Linked DNA regions of Zea mays: region 2 is linked to region 1. Evidence: chromatin contacts called from public Hi-C data. All regions are on one chromosome and are shown on one strand. Each heading gives the region's core, a stretch centred on a gene start, on an enhancer-like site or on the middle of the called end of the contact. The rest is flanking DNA. Distances are from core to core; before and after follow the strand shown. Region 1 holds the start of LOC100282614. Region 2 holds the start of LOC111589752 (protein EGG APPARATUS-1-like).

Region 1 (3,023 bases), core at 231-2,730:
TGGTGATTTCAGAGCGCTGGTAGCTCCAAGCTAGCATTAAGTTATATTTCTAGTGGAAAGGAATAATTTATGGTTATAAGAAAATATTATGGCAAGGATGGTCCAAAGCTACATGGACAATAGCGTCATTCCAACTACATTGTATGTACAGGCTTCGGAATAAACCATGCAAGGTGCAACCCAGCACTGTTATTTGTATTGTAAAATAAGCATTTTTGTCCCCTAGTTACTCAGTCTACTGATCATGACCTGGAAACATACACAAATGCATATGCACCGATACAACCGACACAATATGGCTGCAAGGCGACATATACAAGTCATCCAACAGAAAAGAAACATTGTGAACTACAAGGCAACAAAGGTCAAACGCATATTCCAGTTCATATACCCCCAACTGGAAGCAATACAGGGCCAAAGTAGTGAGACTGGATCCAATGCTACATATTTTTTATAACAGTGAAACAAGTCAAAAGTTTAGTCGAAGTAACATGATTAGATCTGACAGTAGCGACCACCAGCAGACACATGTCTGAACTCCAGGGATTGAGGAGACAGTACCCTGCTAGTCAGATCAATCAGTTACCTGAAACACGTGAAATTTGCATTCTACCTACCCAGATCACAGCGCTACGGCCATAATTAACAGGACGGGTAACAGCAAAGCCGTCAAAACTTTGCACCCTGAAAATTCAATCCAGGGTGCATTGTATCCTATCCCAAATTTTACAGCTCAATTCACCTCACCGAAGAAAACACAAAACAAAACTGCCCGTGTACTTTTTTCGTCGGCTATATAACAAGATCTGAGCCTCATCCCCACCAAATCGGGCCCAATTACGGCAAGACTATCCGCAACGGAAGGAAATAACTCTTGGATTGTCATCGCAAAAGAGCGGAACGGAGCGGAGGTCACTCACGAAGCAGTCATCGTCGATGGTGTAGATGTACTTCTTCTTGGAGACCATGTAGCCGAAGCAGCGGCAGGCGGAGTCCTTGAAGGAGATGCAGGAGGCCTTGGGCCCCAGCATGCGGTTGATGTCGTTGCGGTTGTAGAGCTCGTAGTCGAAGCCCTCGGGGACGCGGATGATCTTGCTGGGGTCGCCGTCCTGCACGATGATGAGGTGGTAGGGCTGGAAGAAGGGCCTCCACATCTCCAGGAAGTCGAGGTTGCGGATCGTCGGGATGACGATGTCCAGCTCGTCCTTGAGCAGCGGCGTCGGGGCGTGCGAGGCAGACGCCATTGCTGGAGTGCGGGCGGCTGGCGCCTGGCGGAGGAAGAGGGACGCGGCCGGCCGGGCAGCAGTGGCTGTAGTGGTGGGACGGGGACTGCCGGAGTGGGGAGGGAAGGGTGGGAAACGGAGGGGTATAAATGGAAGGAAGGTGGCCGGGGAAGCGGGGATGTAACGGCCGCGGCGGGTGTGGGCTGGTGCGGTGGAGCCGGCGCAGCTGTTGTTTGTTTCTGAAGGAAAGGGGAAAGGATCAGTGAGTTGGCCGGGGTGCTTTGTTATTTGCTAGACGCCCAATACCCATTCAAACGTCCGGGGCCGGCCATACACGAGCCCGTCTAGTGCTGCTGCACGCCTGCACCTGCACGAATACGGGCCCGCAGGCCTCGGTTTGGCTTCCGCGCAAGGATGGTTTTAAAAGTTCATTTTGCTTATATATAAATAAATACTTTAATTCTTGTAAGATTAAACCAAAAATGGAAATCGATATGAAGTACAACCTCCATAAAAATACAATTCTAATGTCGTCCTAACTAAATAATTAAGTTTGAAAATATGAAAACGATAATATTTATGATACTTCCTCTCTCCTAAAAATCTTGACCTACTTTATTCTAAAATACTTAACATTATTATTTAGCCATGCATATTTCTCTTCTTCCAACGTATATTTTTATTTTCTAGTTACATATTTCTCTCCCTTTCTTTTTTCACGCCGCACTTTCATTTATCGATGCATATTTTATCCTAAGTGTTTAAATATCTTTCTTTTTCGGTGCTTGGTTCTAAAGGAGAAGAAATTCAAAGACTAAAAGCAAGCCCAAACCTTAACAGATATCAAAGGAATTATTTTTATTTAAAAAAATAAGTGTTTTTACAGGTTCCCGTCCATGATAGGAATGATGTGGTTTATAAAGCTCAAAGAAGGCTTAAGTCTATAACACCATAATATGAGGATAGTTTACGGCCGTCAAGAAGTTCGTTAAGTGTGTATACTTTCATTTAGTATCGTTCTATAACATATGAATCTTGTCTGTATACAAGCATCATAGTAAGTAGATTGTATTTTAATGTCCGTATTTTATTATTTGTTTGCTTTATTTGTGTTATCATCAATCACCAAAAAGTTGGAGATTCTAAGTAAAATAGATAATGACCCATTTGATTTAAGTGTTTTGGTGTGTGATGATCAAACATAACTATTTGGCCTAATAGTGTGTGTGCTAATATTTATGGATATAGTTCAAAGAATGCAGCATGGACTTCGGACGAATGTAAAAAGATGATTAAGGATATCAACACCTCAAAGCAAGATACTAGAAGACTCATCAAAGACCTATCAAGATCATGTAAGAGACTAAGACACGAGACGGAGGAAGCTCAAGCGAATAAATGTGAAGACACGAATCACCGGATACGTACTGTGATTGAATTGGAGAATGGTCTGAAGACTAAGCACACTGGATATGTGTGCACCAGATGTCACACCGAATAGAGCACCTAGTAAGCTTTGCAACATGTGTGTGGGAGTCTACAACGCATCAGACGTGTCCGGTTGAACACCTGATATAGTACTCAAAGAGGCTGCAAATACAATTGGGCCAGGTTATACTCACCAAACATGTCTGGTGTGGCTATACCAGATACTTAGGGCTCAACAGTCATCAACGCCTAGTTCGTAATGGCTAGCTTACATGGAACTCACCATATGTGTTTGGTGTGCCATCAGACATGCTCGGTGCTGCGCAAAAACTATCCTTTTGTTTCATGAGATGGGGGTCTATAAATACCATC
Region 2 (3,023 bases), core at 302-2,801, 250 kb before region 1:
CCGCCACCGCCGCCACCGCCAGTAGTGAGAACACTGCTCCCATGATCTTGAAGGAGAGTGATGAATCAAACAAGTCGTCAAGCGCGCTCGCTCTCTGGTATAGGGTTGGTACTATTGATAGACACCGCGTGGAATTTCTGCGACAGAGAAGTCATCTATTTGTAGGTCGGCCAGAGGCGGCTGCTGGCCTTCTATGGGGGTGCGTTGCATGCGTGCGTAATTGCTGCCGTCTCACGTACGGCGAAGTGCGCGTGCTGGGGAAAACGAATCGGCCTGGGAACTCCAAGAGGCGTTGCTCCGCCTCCGACTCTGAGTGCATAGCCAAGTACTGCAGCTACTGCCCGCTCCGCCCGATGCGCCGATCAACACCCATTTCGCAAAGTGTAGCCGGCCCCATCAAATGCAGAAGTCGACTCGTCGATTCGGAGTGAGAACGATCATTTTCCGACAATACTAATCCAAAGGCAGGCTCATGGTGGTACATGTCCAAGTCCAATCTTCTAATGGGTATAGTTAGGTTATTTAAAATAATACCCTGAGTTCTGTCACTTTCTTCATTTTTAATACTAATCCAAGCTGCCACGACGGATTGGTGGGTAGTGGACGAGTAGTATCGGCAAAAAAAAAAATACTACTTTTGCCGGTGAAATTTAATTACTACTCTACATAATTAGCAAATGAAATTAATCACCTCTTATGCACGTATGTGTTTTAATTTCCATCAGTTCACTTTTAGGGCTGATTTGGTGGTCAGTGATCCCGAGAGGATCCATGAGAGGAATCCCCTTGATATTCAAAATTGAATTGTAAGGGGATTTCTCTCCCATGAATCATCTTGGAATCTCTGATCACCAAATCAGCCCTTAAAATGAAAAAGAAATTTATATTATCCGGAAGCTTTGGAAAATATACTCATAATTTCGTATATAAACCAAAAGCATTATTAAACCTTGAGTCAAATGCATGTAACCTTGAGGGGTTACCTAATCCTAGTGTGCCAAAGCATGTAACCTTGAGGGGTCGGTTCCTTAGGAAGGCGCCGTAAGGCAAGGGTAAAACCAACGTTCTACCCGAGGTAAAACCACACGCCCTTGTGAGCCCCAGATTCACCTGGATGTCTTGTATTTACGGCACCGGGCTGCGGGGGCCAATGCACCATCATTTAAGCTATGTCGACCGCTGGCCTTTATAGCATGGCCTCGAGGTGACTCGTAGTTAATGAAATTAATTTAATTACTACTCTACATAATTAGCAGATGAAATTAATTACCTCTTATGCACGTTCTCACTACTACCAAGCAACAATTCAGCTTCTGCATTTCGCTACCGTTCTCTTCAACTTCAATGCGCTCGACTGATCGCGCACATTGCGAAGCTGTCTCTTCGTCGTCGCCTCCCATCGTGATTTGAGACTGGGGAGCAAATGCGCACGGCATGCATCGCAATGCACGCGATGAAGCTGAGCAGCCGCCTGGCCAACCTCGATCCGGCGCTGCAGCCTACTACAAATAGATGTTCAATTAACACAACACGCAGCGACCGCTGTCCAGTGTCCATTCATTCCAAACCCAGCCGATCGCTCTCCTCCAATTAAGCAGCAAGGGCAGAAGCAACACCGGCGTGCCACCCGGACGACGCTGAATCCTGCATGTCAACCTGCCCGGCCATCGTCATTCGTCAACATGAAGGACGACGAGGGCATAGGCGCTATGGGAGCGGCGGTGGCGTTTGCCGCCATGGGCGTCTTCGGCATCTATTTCCTGTGGCCCGTGGTGGGCCCCGCTTCGGCGGGGATGATGATGAAGGCGCCCGGCGCCGCAGGTTGGGTCATCTGCCGCGCGGTGTTCGAGGCCAACCCGCAGTTGTATTTTACCATCCTCCGCACGGCCGGCGCGGCAGCTGCCGCTGCCACGTTCGCTGCCTGTTCGATCGCTAGCTAGCGCTAGCTGTGACTGTGAGCAAGTGATCGTCGTAAATAAAAGATAGCGAGCGACGAGACGAGCAGCATCTGCCAGTATTTCCGCCGTATGCCGATGTTGTCGGTGTTTTTCCATTGAATGGAGATGTTACTCTATGCGTCGTAATTGCCTATCGTGTTTCTCTACTCGTCATTACTGTTCTACGCTTGAGCTTGTTCATTGATCGTCCTGCTCATGCGATTCATGCTCACCTATCAGAATGGAAAGTGTGTATGGCGGCGTAGTTTTGGATGGGTCGCATCACAACCGTCGTCAGCACTTGTAACTCCAGATCTTGAAGTGGTTAGTTGTGCAGCTTCCTGGTCCCGTGCTCTGATCATCCCCCATCCTCACTGTCTGTGTTGGTTAACTCTGAAGCTCAATCTTACTCCCTGATTCCGATCCAGTTCCGATATATCCACAGATCAACACACTAGTGGTGTGATGGTTAACTCTGAAGCTCAATCTACTCCCTGCACCACGATGGCTTGGATCACGGTCGTCGTCCTCGGCGTGGCTAGCTTGAATCGTACGTAGTGGTGGTGTGATGGTGTCTAGTGTATATATACGTACTAAATCTACTCTTTTAGTACTTTGCGTTTCTTGTTTTGACGTTTGTACGTCGCCAATTTTCGACTTACCTGTTGAATTGGAAGCTACGTTCGACAGCCCTGGATCATGTTCGCGGTCGCGACGACGCCCAAGCTAGTGTACTACTGTAATAGGGTTAGGGTATGCCGCCTCTGTAATTCTGTATCCGGCCGCGCATTCCATTTCTTCCATTCCTGACATTATTTCCTTTACACAAGTATGAAGAGTGTGTCCAAATGTTGACTCCCGGACCAGGGTTCCCACGCAGGCGATGCCAGCACAGACTCCATATGATTGGTAGCCCGGTTGGCTATGTGCAGGCTCAGCGGGTGCATTGACTATAGCCGTGCCCGTGATTGGTCTTCTGCGTAGGACGAGATGAGTCTGCTCACGCGCATGCAGCACAGTTAATTTTTTCAGCTTCCGCTTGCATGCGTGGGGATGCTGGGAGGAGGCGTCTCTGCTGTTCCAGGC

The links. A called contact is a pair of places that touch in the nucleus more often than the background predicts.
Region 2: a Hi-C map of endosperm shows a contact between it and region 1, with 2.7 times the contacts expected there. The contact joins the promoter of LOC111589752 here to the promoter of LOC100282614 in region 1. A contact is called at or near these places in 4 of 25 Hi-C or Micro-C datasets (ear, endosperm, leaf and 1 more).

What each region holds. Positions count from the first base shown.
Region 1 is chr7:173,330,459-173,333,481 of Zm-B73-REFERENCE-NAM-5.0, reverse strand. LOC100282614 reads right to left here and starts at 1,480. Exons shown (of 4, transcript NM_001155522.2): 1 at 921-1,480. The coding sequence starts at 1,244.
Region 2 is chr7:173,576,314-173,579,336 of Zm-B73-REFERENCE-NAM-5.0, reverse strand. LOC111589752 (protein EGG APPARATUS-1-like) reads left to right here and starts at 1,551. Exons shown (of 1, transcript NM_001397179.1): 1 at 1,551-2,298. The coding sequence starts at 1,649. The coding sequence ends at 1,936. It overlaps LOC100857072 (EA1-like protein 1), which reads right to left and starts at 130. Exons shown (of 1, transcript NM_001397532.1): 1 at 1-130. The coding sequence starts at 43.